Regions from separate parts of the Sus scrofa genome. Here all the other regions are linked to region 2. The links are chromatin contacts, called in public Hi-C maps. All regions are on one chromosome and are shown on one strand. Each heading gives the region's core, a stretch centred on a gene start, on an enhancer-like site or on the middle of the called end of the contact. The rest is flanking DNA. Distances are from core to core; before and after follow the strand shown.

Region 1 (3,652 bases), core at 914-3,413, 170 kb before region 2:
CACAACCTCATGGTTCCTAGTCGGATTCGTTTCTGCTGCGCCACAACAGGAACTCCTAATTGCTGTTTTCTGATCTATGGCCAGGCCTCACGCAACGGGGCTCAACAAATCCTAAATACTGAACCTGCTGCTGTGAAATCTGAGTCTTTGTTGCGAAGACTTTATAAATTTAGGGCCTTAACAGCATTCTGATCTGAATCTTGCTTTGTCTCACTACTTATTAATAGGTCACCAACATACGTTAACCAAGTTTCATTTTTCAGCCTCAGTTCCTTCAGTTCTTTTGCTAACACAATTCCAAAGACATGGGGACCGTCCCCAGAGCCCCATGGAAGCACTGCCCAAGTCTACCTGAGCAGCCTCCAGAGTGACCAGATCCTTCCATTCAAAGGCAAGAAGGTACTGAGCGTCCGATGCAGGGGGAAATGGGGGTATGGGAAAATGCACCCTTGAAGTCCGACACAGAGAAATGTTGAGTGCCCCCTGGCATCTGGGTGAGTAGGGTGGGGTTGGCACCATTGGGTGAATGGAGATGCCTTCCATACTCACTGTTCCTATGTCTCACACCAAATGGTGTGCTCATTAGGCTTTTGGTCAGGGAGAATCTGAGCGTTATAAAAGGACTGGCAGGCCAAATGGGCCGGTGTTTTAGGAATTTGGTGAGCAGTGTTTGGATGCCCCCTCTCAAGGCCTCAGGCTTTAAAGGCTATTGCCTCTGGATTCCAGGCTATTTCCCTCCAGGCTTTAACTTTTATCTCCACTGGGGCCACAGGCTTCGCCTTTCCTGGTACTGATATATCCCAAACCACAGGACCCACTGGTTTCCTACTTTCTTGGGGGATATTTTCATGACCAATATCTGGGAACTACTAATAGATGCATCTTCTATTCTGATTTTCTGCCTTCTTGGAATCACTCTGTGCTAAAAATATACTAGCTCTCAGTTTACTTAACACATCTCTTCTGAGGAGGGGGACAGCCATGTCAGCATATACAAAAAAGGAACGAGTAAAGATTAGACCTGACCTCGCCAGTAAGGCAGGGGTGTAAATCGTCTTATCTTTGGCTGCTCATCAACCCCCATTACCCTACAGACATAGGTGGAGGGGGCCAGCAGGATCTCACAAGGACATTCCAACAAATGGCAATAATACAGTCCAGAGCATGGAGCTTTTTAAAAGATGGACTAATAAATGTATGAACATTACTAAGGGACGGAGAGGGAGCACAGGTTAAAAAAAAGGTTTACAGGAGCTCTCTTTGTGGCTCAGTGGTTAACGAATCTGACTAGTATCCATGAGGACCTGGGGCGGATCCCTCCCTCAGTGGGTTAAGGATCCCGCGCGCCCTAAGCTGTGGAGTACAGCTACAGATCGATTAGACCCCTAGCCTGGGAAACATCCATATGCTGCAGGTGCGGCCCTTAAAAAAAAAAAAAAAAAAAAGCAATGGAAAAAAAAAGGTTACACTCGTTCAGATTTCGACAAAATAATGTTTACATGGCCTTTAGCAAGATGTACACATATCGCTGATGCTCGAGCGCTGATGCTTGCCCTTACTTTTCTTCCCAGTTGGTACCTGCCTCCGTAAATAACACTTTGAGTTTCTGGATCTCAGTTTCCTCATATAGACCATGGGTTGCGCCTGGTTTCTCCGTACAGAGCATTCTGTCCCCGCGTCTCCCCTCAGGACGCCTTCCCTGCCACTTGGAATGGGGAGAAGGGTTGTTCCTGCCGCCTTATTCTGCCCCCGGGACAGGCGAGGGTGCAGCGTTGCAGAGGAGGTGGCGGGGACTACCCCTCAAAGTCCCCATACGCACGGCCCGGGGCGTGGGCAGGTGACAGGAGAGCAGGCGCTACCTGGCGGACCCGACAGTAACCCGCGGGGAGCGCGGCGCCTCCCGGGCCCGAGGTGCATTCCGGGCGGACGGCCGGCGGCTCAGGACGGGGTAGAGCGCCTATCCTACCCAGTGCCTCTCGGCGCGCGAAAGAGAAGCGAAAAAAGCCCCGCCCCTCAGCCCGGAGCAGCCCCGCAGCCCCCGCCTCGCGGCTGGAGCGCCGCACGCACCTCTTGTCCCAGCGCGGGGTCCTCGCGACGCCGCCGCGCTGCCCGCGCCTGTGAGAAGCCACCCGCTCCTCCGCGGCGCATCCGCTTCCAGGGCAGCGGGCGGGGCGGGGCCGGGTGGGCGGGGCGCGGTCGAGCCGGGTGGGCGGGGCGCGGAGGGCGCGGAGGGCGGGGTCGGTAGGGCGGGCCCAGCGTCCCCGCAGCCGCCCACGCCCGGGCTCCCGGCCGCGCCTCCGTGTCGGCCGCGTCCTCGCCGCCCACGGCCGCCCGCGTTCCCGCCGCCGGCGTCCACTCCGCGTCCCGCGTCCACCCCGCGTCCCGAGCGGCCGCGCCCCTTGAACCGGAACCGCTTGCGGCCGCCGGCGGCGAGCCGGGCCGATCGGGAAGCGGAGGCGGCTGCGCGGCGCCCGCCATGGCGGCGGCGGGGTGAGCCGGGCCGGGCGGCCGCAGTCGCGCGGGCGCGGGCGCTCCTCCGCCGCGGACAGGCCGCCGGGCCGGGCGAGGGGAGCCGGGCCGCCCATGGCGAGGCCGCGCCGCCGCCGCCGCTGCTGACCCGGGGCCGCGCCGGGGCCCGGGCGCCCGCCATGGGGAACACCGCCTCGTGCTGCGTGTCGTCCAGCCCCAAGCTCCGCAGGAATGCCCACTCGCGGCTGGAGTCCTGCCGGCCCGACGCCGACCTGAGCCGCGAGGACACGGGCTGCAACCTGCAGCACATCAGCGATCGGGAGAACATCGACGGTAAGGCGGGCGGGAGGGCGGGGGTCTCTCGGATTCCTCCGGCGCCCCGCGCCGCCGGACCGCGCGCCCCACACCCCGCGCCCCGCCCGGCGGCCGTTGCTCTCGGCCGGTCCCCGCGAGCGGGCCGGGGTCTTCGCCCCGGAGGGCCGGCCGGGGCGGGGTCCAGGCCGGGCTCTGGACGTCTGTCCGGCAGAGCCAGCCGCCTGCCAAGTTGCGCGCCGAAGGGTGAGCCGCCCCGTCCTCCGAAAGGCGAAGGGGATGGGGACCCTGGCCACGGCCGAGGAATGAGTTCCCAGTTTGGAATCGCAGTCGCTACCTGCGGCCGGAGAACTGGGTGCCTGGGTCAGCTCTCCGGAAACTCGCAAATTGATCCCACTTGCTGGCCTCAGACCCCATTTCCATAAAAGCTAATCCCCCCAAAATACCAACAACAATAAGGAATTAAAAAAATTTTTTTTTTTGCGGGGGCGGGGCGCGGTGTGGGATTGCAGTCAAATAGCTTCACCTGAATGCTATTAAAATTTCTTTACGGGACCATCACAGCAGTTTGCTGACAGTTTTGGATTAAGTCGCTTCTTCTTTGCCTGGGGCTGAATTACAGAGTCTTGTGAATTTCTGATTGATTTGAATGACTTTTGGTTGGGACTAGGGTTTGTAAAGGACTGATCACTACACGTGGTAATGGTGGTTTATTTTATTGGTCTTAACAGTGCCTTTATTAGCACTATTTTGTCAATCAGCTACGTGGCTTAATATCTGTAGATGGGTAGTTTATGCGTCTTATAATTTATGTAATTTTCAACTTAAAAATTTTAAAATTGGAAATATATTTTTATGACAGCTTGACTTT
Region 2 (3,529 bases), core at 880-3,379:
ATCCCTCCGGGCGCCCCCTCCCCTCTGCTCAGACCTGGGACAATGGCATCTGCTTTGGATAAGACACGGAGCTAGCCGTGCCAGATCGCCACGTCAGGCCGGTGCTGACGTCGCTGTAGAGGGAGCCCGCCCCGCCGCCCGGCCCCCCGCCCCCGCCAGCCCCCGGGCCACCGCCCCCCGGGCCGCCGCCCCCCGGGCCCGCGCCCGTGGCGCCCGCGCCCTTGCTGGCCCAGCAGCAGCGGGTGCACAGCGCGCGCCACGACTCGAGCGTCTTGCCGGACCAGACCCACACGCCCGAGGTGATGCCCACCACCAGGCACATGAAGTACTTGAGCATGAAGACGGCGTAGTCGGGCCGGCGCGCCTGGTCCGGCTGCAGGTCCCGCAGGCATGGGCAGTTGTGCGTGGCCTCCCAGCGCGGGCGGTTGTGCTGTTCGTAGAAGAGACAGGCGACCACGACAGCGGCGGGCACGGTGTAGAGCACGGTGAAGAGGCCCAGGCGGATCATGAGCTTCTCCAGTTTGTGCGTCTTGGTGGGGCCTCCCTGCTGCTTGATGACCGAGCGGATGCGGAAGAGCGACACGAAGCCGGCCAGCAGGAACATGGTGCCGATGAAGAGGTAGATGACCAGCGGCGCCAGCACGAAGCCGCGCAGGTTGTCCAGGCTCTGGTTGCCCACGTAGCAGATGCCCGCCACCGGATCGCCGTCCACCGAGCTGAGCGCCAGCACGGCGATAGACTTGACGCTGGGCACGAGCCAGGCGGCCAGGTGGAAGTACTGCGAGTAGCCGGCGATGGCCTCGTTGCCCCACTTCATGCCCGCCGCCAGGAACCACGTGAGCGACAGGATCACCCACCAGATGGAGCTGGCCATGCCGAAGAAGTAGACGAGCAGGAAGACCACGGTGCACAGCGCCGGGCCCGTGGTCTCATAGCGCACGTGCTGCTCCACGGCGCCCAGCTCCTCGTACTCGCCGCGCCCTCCCGGGCCGCCCGCGCCCGCTCCCGCCGCGCCGGCTCCCGCCGCCGCGCTGCCCGCGCCGCCCGCGCCGCCCGCAGCCCCCGCACCGCCGCTGCACGCCACCTTCTCGTGGCCCGCCACCAGGCGCACCAGGTAGCCGACGGACACGAAGAGGTAGCAGGCCGAGAGGAAGATGATGGGCCGCTCCGGGTACTTGAAGCGCTCCATGTCTATGAGGAAGGTGGAGACGGTGGCGAAAGTGGACACGAAGCAGAGCACCGACCACAGGCCGATCCAGAAGACGGTGAAGGCGCGCTCGTCCTGGCTGAAGAACGGGTTGTGGCAGGGCAGCGCGCAGTTGGCGATCTGGCCGGTCTTGACGCGGTTGTAGAGAGGGTGCCGCTCGCTGGACACGCTCACCATGGGAGCGCGGCATTGGCAGCCCGGCTCGCAGGGCGCCGCGCCGCCGCCAGGGGGCCGCGCCTTCCCGCCGCCACCACCGCCGCCGCCGCCGCCGCCGCCGCGCGCGGGGGGCGCAGCCGCGTCCCCGCCGCCGCCCCTGCCGCGGGACGGGGGCCGGGCCCCCGGCGGGCGGCCGTGGCCGCTGCCGGAGGGCGGCTGCTCTCGGGCGGCGGCGGCGGCGGCGGCGGGCGGCGCGGTGGGCTGGGCGCGGCCGTGGTGAGGTCGGTGCGGTTGTAGTCCATGCACAGCGTGTCGGGGTTGCCCTGCTCGGGCAGCCGGTCGCAGCGCATGCGGTCAGGCCAGGCGAAGCCGTACTGGCGCATGAGGGGCGCGCAGCCGGCCTTGGCGCGCTCGCACACCGAGCGGCAGGGAGGCAGGGGCTTCTTGTAGTCCTCCAGACAGATGGGTGTGTACATGCTGCACAGGAAGAACTTGAGGTCGGGCGAGCACTGGATCTCCACCAGCGGCCAGAATTGGTGCACCTCCAGGCCCGCCTCGTCCTGCGTGTCGTGGTTGAACTGGTTGGGCATGTAGGTGTAGTTGTAGCCGATGCCCTTGCACAGCGGCACGGTGATCTCCTGGCACGCCAGCTCCTTGGCCGAGGCGGCCGCCGCGCCGCTCGAGCGCTGCAGCAACGCCAGGGCGGCCAGCAACGAGGTCACTTCCAACAGGTAACCCCACTCCATGCTGCGCGCCTCGGCCCCGCGCCCTCGCCCTCCGGGTGGCGCGCGGAGGGGCGCCGGGGATCCTTCGAGAGCGCGGGAGAGGAGAGCGGGTGCCCGGCCGGGCTTTCTCCTGCCTCTCCCAGGAGGGGCTCTCCCGATAACCTAGTCCCTTCTCGGGACGCGTCCGCACGGCGCTGCGGGAGAGGAGGGTGGCTGCCGGAGGGCGCCCGGGTCCGCGGGTCCACCCCGCTCACTCCGGCCAGGGTCAGCCCTTGCGGGGCAGAGTGACCGGCCCCCAGCTCATCGTCTCTCCCTTGCTCGCTTTCTCCGCACTCCGGTGACTTTGCCGGGTACCGAGGGCGGCGGCGCAGCAAGTTTCCTCTCGGGCCGCGGTGCGCAGTCAAGATGGCTGGGCCAGGCCGCTCCGCGCTGGGTCAGCCCCTGCGGCCCCTTTTCGGCGTCCCGGGGCTCATGCTTGACCCCAAGGCCGCGCGGCTGCCGCCGGGGTTCGGAGCCCGCCTCCGCCGAAGCCGCCGCCCTCTGTCCCCTGCTTCGGTCCGTCTGTCCGCTGCCGGGATGACGGGCCCCGCCTCCGGTGGAAGTCCGCGCCGCGCTCCGGCCAGCAGTCGGGCGAGGTGTCGGCGGTCCTCTTCTCGCTGGACACCCGGAGCCAAATCCAGGCCGGAAGGCGGAGCGGACACCTGAGCGGCGCGCCCGCGCCCCACTGTTGCCGCTGCCGCCGCCTCCGCCGCCGCCGCCACCTCCGCCTCCTCCTCCTCCTCGGCGGGAGCAGCGCCCCTCGCCAACTTCCCGCTCCGGCCCCGCTGCGCCCGGGCCGGCTCATGAATATTTATACGGGGCGGACTCGGTCTCCGCCCGCGACCCGCGCGCCAATCCCGGGCGCGGGGCGGAGTCTGCGCGCTCCCCAGGCCCAGCCTTCCTGGGGCGGGCCCGGCTGTTCGCGCCGCCGTGCACGCCGTCTGCGGCCAGAGTTTGGGTAACCTTGGGATTGACCGCAGACACTGACGCTTTGCCACCACGGTCCCCATCGTGCTCGATGTGTCGAAGTCGGGGTTCCATTTCCCCGAGTCTGCGCTTAGGGACTGGGGACGAGCCTTTATGCAAGCGCGACCTCGGAGGCCCGTTTCGAACTAGTCAAGCCCCTGCTTTCTCCGTCCCCCAAATGTGGGCGACCTCCTGGCAGCGGGACCACCCCCCACTCCCCCAGCCGGCCAGTGAGCGGGGGCGTTGCGGGGGACCGAGAAAGGGATGCCTTTCTTGGGGTTCTCAGGACGATGAGAATATAGGTGGAATGGAACCGCTGCAGTTGATTCTGGCTGGTGGGGGCTGGACCGGGGACTTCCCGCTCAGTGTCGTGGGGGAAGCCTCAGTTTCCTTACTTGCAGTGTGGAGTCACAGTACAGATCTCAAAGGGGATTCT
Region 3 (3,431 bases), core at 831-3,330, 170 kb after region 2:
GTTGAATCAGAGCTGCAGCTGTAGGCCTACACCTCAGCCACCACAGCAACTCGGGATTGGAGCCCCGAATATGACCCACAGCACAGCTCGTGGCAATGCTGGATCCTTAACCCAGTGAGCAAGGCCAGGGATCAAACCCATCCTCATGGATACTAGTCGGGTTCGTAACCCACAGAGCCACAACGGGAACTCCCTGAAGATCTGCCTTTTAATATTCTGCAGCTGTCTCTTTGCTTTCCTATACTCTCTCCAGCAACGGAAATGCACTATCGGCTTGAATGACGGGCCGTCTCCCTTCAGTCTCCATTTGGGTTTGTAATTGACTCATGACCTCATGCTTAGGGAAATCCTTTCTCAGTCTATCAAGTCCCTGCTGACTTTTCTCACGACGGAATGAAGGCAGCAGAGCCATCAGATTCAGCGGGCTTTTTACGGAGACTTCCAGCTTGTAGCTTTCATTTCCTTACCTGACCTGACTTCACACCTGGGTCGGTTGTGGCAACGCTGTTTTCTGAAGCCATGAGCGGGTGATCCCCTTCCTCCCCACGAGCAGAGGTTTGCTGAGCTGACCCCACAAGCAGGTGGCTTCTGGCTGCTGCCCCCTCGCAGCCCCGGGGCCCCACCTCCTTGTCTCCCACCGCTGGTAATCTCAGAACCTAGCCCCCCCCGCCCCACCAACTCAGCACTCCTCCCCCAAAAGCAGCAGAATTAGGGGAAACCTGAAGTAGCTCTTCACCAGGAAAAGGGCCTTAAGTTGAAAGGACACGGGTGGAGGAGAGGATAAAGACCCTCAAGGCATCAGGAACTTCCAGCTCTGGGGTGGACCACTTGGAGGAAATAAATGCTCAGAGCCATGGAAAGCAGTGAATTTCAACTCCTGCCCTTTCCTGTCCCTGTCTTTTCCTTTCCCCTCTCCCTCTCTTCCTCCCCTTCCCACTTGTTAATTGCATTGGATGGTCCCAAAGTAGGACCCCAAAGGAGTGCGTGTGTTTTTGTCCTCTGTGTTCTGCAAACAGAGGTCCAGGTATGCATTCGCATTAGCGTTTTCCTTCTCTGCCTGGGCTGAGCATCTGTATCTTGTGGTTTATTCGTGGATTCGCACATGCTTTTCAGGTACTGGGCACATACCTTGTTCCAGTCCTAGTGCTTTCAAGAGAATAAAAGCAATGCTGCCTAAGATTTACTATTTTCTATTAATGGGCCCTCTACTAAGTGTGCAGCGTTCAAAAGGCTGAACGCATTCACTGAACTGTCCCTTATTCCTGCCTGTTTTCCAGATGGAGGTTGGGTTTTAAGGGACATAAATAACTGGTCTGTGGGTCTGCACCCAGCAGCTTGATGACAGACTTGAGCTGTGCTTCCTCTGTTTAGGCCAGTGGTTCTCAAACTTTAGCTGCATCAAAAAGACCTAAAGGGCTTTTTATTGCACACATTTCTGGCCCTAATCCTAAAGACTCTGATTCATAAGTCTGAGAATTTGCATTTCTAACAAGTTCCCGGATGGTAATAATGGGGCTTCTACCTTGAGAACTGCAGCATTAGGCTCCACTCCCCCTCGGTGGCCCCCTCTGTGGCCCAGTTACTTTAGCAAAGGTGAAATGTGTGCTCGTAGTTAATTTGCAGCTCACGTTCACTGCACCCATCAGTGGAAGGGCCAGGGCCCGAAAGTGCTGCTTCTCCTCGGCTCTATCCATATCTGTGCCGTGTCTCGGGGTCTCTTTGTCCCTCGGTGCTTCTGGGAGAAAGCAGTGATGAATTGAGTTGCTGGTTGTTCTTAGTGGCTGGCCAAAGAAGTTATTTCCTATGTCTCAGGATGTCCCTGTGTGCTGAGAGTGGCAGTTTTACCAACAATATAGGCAGCTGAATAGGTAACATCCCCTCGAGTCACTTCTGCTCCATCTACTGGGCCAGAGTCTAGCTACTCTGGAGCATCGGTCCGAATCTTGAAAGCCGATAGTAAAAACAGCAGCTGTACCGAGACTGTTTATTTATTTAATCCCTCGGGTAAACACAGCCACGATGACGGATCATCACTTGGCTCGTCAACAGGACCGAGCTCCACCAGGGGCCTTGTCCTCATGTGAGTCCACGGGCCTTTTCCTGTGTCTGCAAACAGTGGCAAAGAGGAAACGGGGGGGAAGTCGGGGTGAGGAAACAGCGTTGCATTGCAAAACTCGGATAACACAATTGGCATGGCAGTTCCCAGGACACACGGGACCCCGCCGGATGGCGGAGGTGCAAGCCCCGGAGGGGCGGCTCTGTTCTCTGGCACCGCGGGTGCGCACGTTTCGCAGCCTTGGACTTGCCCTGCCTCTAAGGAAGCTATTTACAGTGTTGCACAGTGGGACAGTTTTATGAGCCAACCCACTCATTTTTATGAGGGTCCCCGGGGTAAAGCAGTTATACAATCTTCCCCCAGCACACCCGGCATCTGTGAAGTACAAACAATATAAAGTAGGCCATCCAGGCCCGTAAAGCAGGCACTGCCCAGCCGTCGTGATTTAAGTTCAGTTCAGCGGTGACCTGGCTTATTACGATAAGATAGAGGAGTGAATGGCGCCTACGCAGGGAGAAGGCAAGGGAGTGGGAAATAAAGAATTCCCTGGGCTCCTTCCAGAAGCTGTGAGTTGAAGGGATCGGACTCTCGTTATCGGAAAAAGGACCCAAACTCAGTCGCTAGGATGTTCTTGCAAAGGACGCTGCAGATTTGTTGGTGGAAGGAAGTGACACCGCCTGCTACCAAATATTTGGTCAGCTCTCCATCACCAACTTTCTGATCTTAGTATGGCTTTCCGTGATCAACCAACTTTTCCCAGCGCAATGAGGTCTCTGGCTGCGCTTGTATTTCCAAACGAGTGTGCTGACCTTGGACTTCCTAAGGGGACAGGGTTAATTATGAACCAGACCACGGATCTTCAATTTATCAGCGGGCTAAGTAGCTGGTGACCGCGCCCCCATCGGAGTCAACTTCGAGGAAATGAAACGGGACTTATTTACATTTAGAGCGATGCTCAGCTTCTTAATCACCTCAAAGCATTTAAAAATTAACTTTCCTAACCAGCAGCTCGAGAGGCAAAATGAACCCTGGGAAAGCCTTGGCTACCCTTCTCTCTCTCCTCCTCTGGGGCTGCCTATTCATTATTTCAGCCTGTGTTCTTTGCCTGTGTTTTGTTGTTGTTGTTGTTGTTTTTGCTAAACCCTGGAAACTCTCTTGTGTTTGCTACGTCTCTGATAAAGCAGGTTTCTACGACCTCATCGGAATGGCCAACAATTGCCGGGAGAGCTGAGTGCATGGGCACCGGAAGACATGGGACCCAGTCTGTTCAACTTTGTGGTATAGGCAATGTTTCAGTGAAATTGGTTGGTTATCAAAGGGTTATTATGGATTGCATGTGCCGGACAAGAGGGGTAAGCCAAGATTCCAAGCGCTT

The links. Hi-C and Micro-C count contacts between places; a contact is called where the count stands out from the background.
Region 1: a contact with region 2 is called in a Hi-C map of liver, with 3 times the contacts expected there. The contact joins the promoter of LOC102164731 here to the promoter of FZD8 in region 2. A contact is called at or near these places in 2 of 47 Hi-C or Micro-C datasets (embryonic fibroblasts and liver).
Region 3: a contact with region 2 is called in a Hi-C map of liver, with 7 times the contacts expected there. The contact joins the enhancer-like site here to the promoter of FZD8 in region 2. A contact is called at or near these places in 1 of 5 promoter capture datasets (liver), 5 of 47 Hi-C or Micro-C datasets (fetal liver, liver, retroperitoneal adipose tissue and 1 more) and 1 of 2 datasets of contacts at active chromatin or transcription factors (skeletal muscle).

What each region holds. Positions count from the first base shown.
Region 1 is chr10:57,926,953-57,930,604 of Sscrofa11.1, forward strand. It overlaps LOC102164731 (endogenous retrovirus group V member 1 Env polyprotein-like), which reads right to left and starts at 2,164. Exons shown (of 2, transcript XM_005668194.3): 1 at 2,068-2,164. It also overlaps a transcript of CCNY not described here.
Region 2 is chr10:58,094,661-58,098,189 of Sscrofa11.1, forward strand. It overlaps FZD8 (frizzled-8), which reads right to left and starts at 2,130. Exons shown (of 2, transcript XM_021064988.1): 1 at 1,591-2,130; 2 at 1-1,588. The coding sequence starts at 2,109. The coding sequence ends at 29. All of the region lies in intron 1 of LOC110255709 (a long non-coding RNA gene), which reads left to right.
Region 3 is chr10:58,266,716-58,270,146 of Sscrofa11.1, forward strand. No RefSeq gene overlaps it. Among named protein-coding and RNA genes, the nearest start is that of FZD8, 170 kb to the left of the region's middle. Within about 2 kb of position 2,081, at least 10 of the 83 cell types and tissues checked have an H3K27ac peak or open chromatin away from gene starts, as enhancers often do. A contact at or near this core is called in fetal liver and liver, where this site is marked.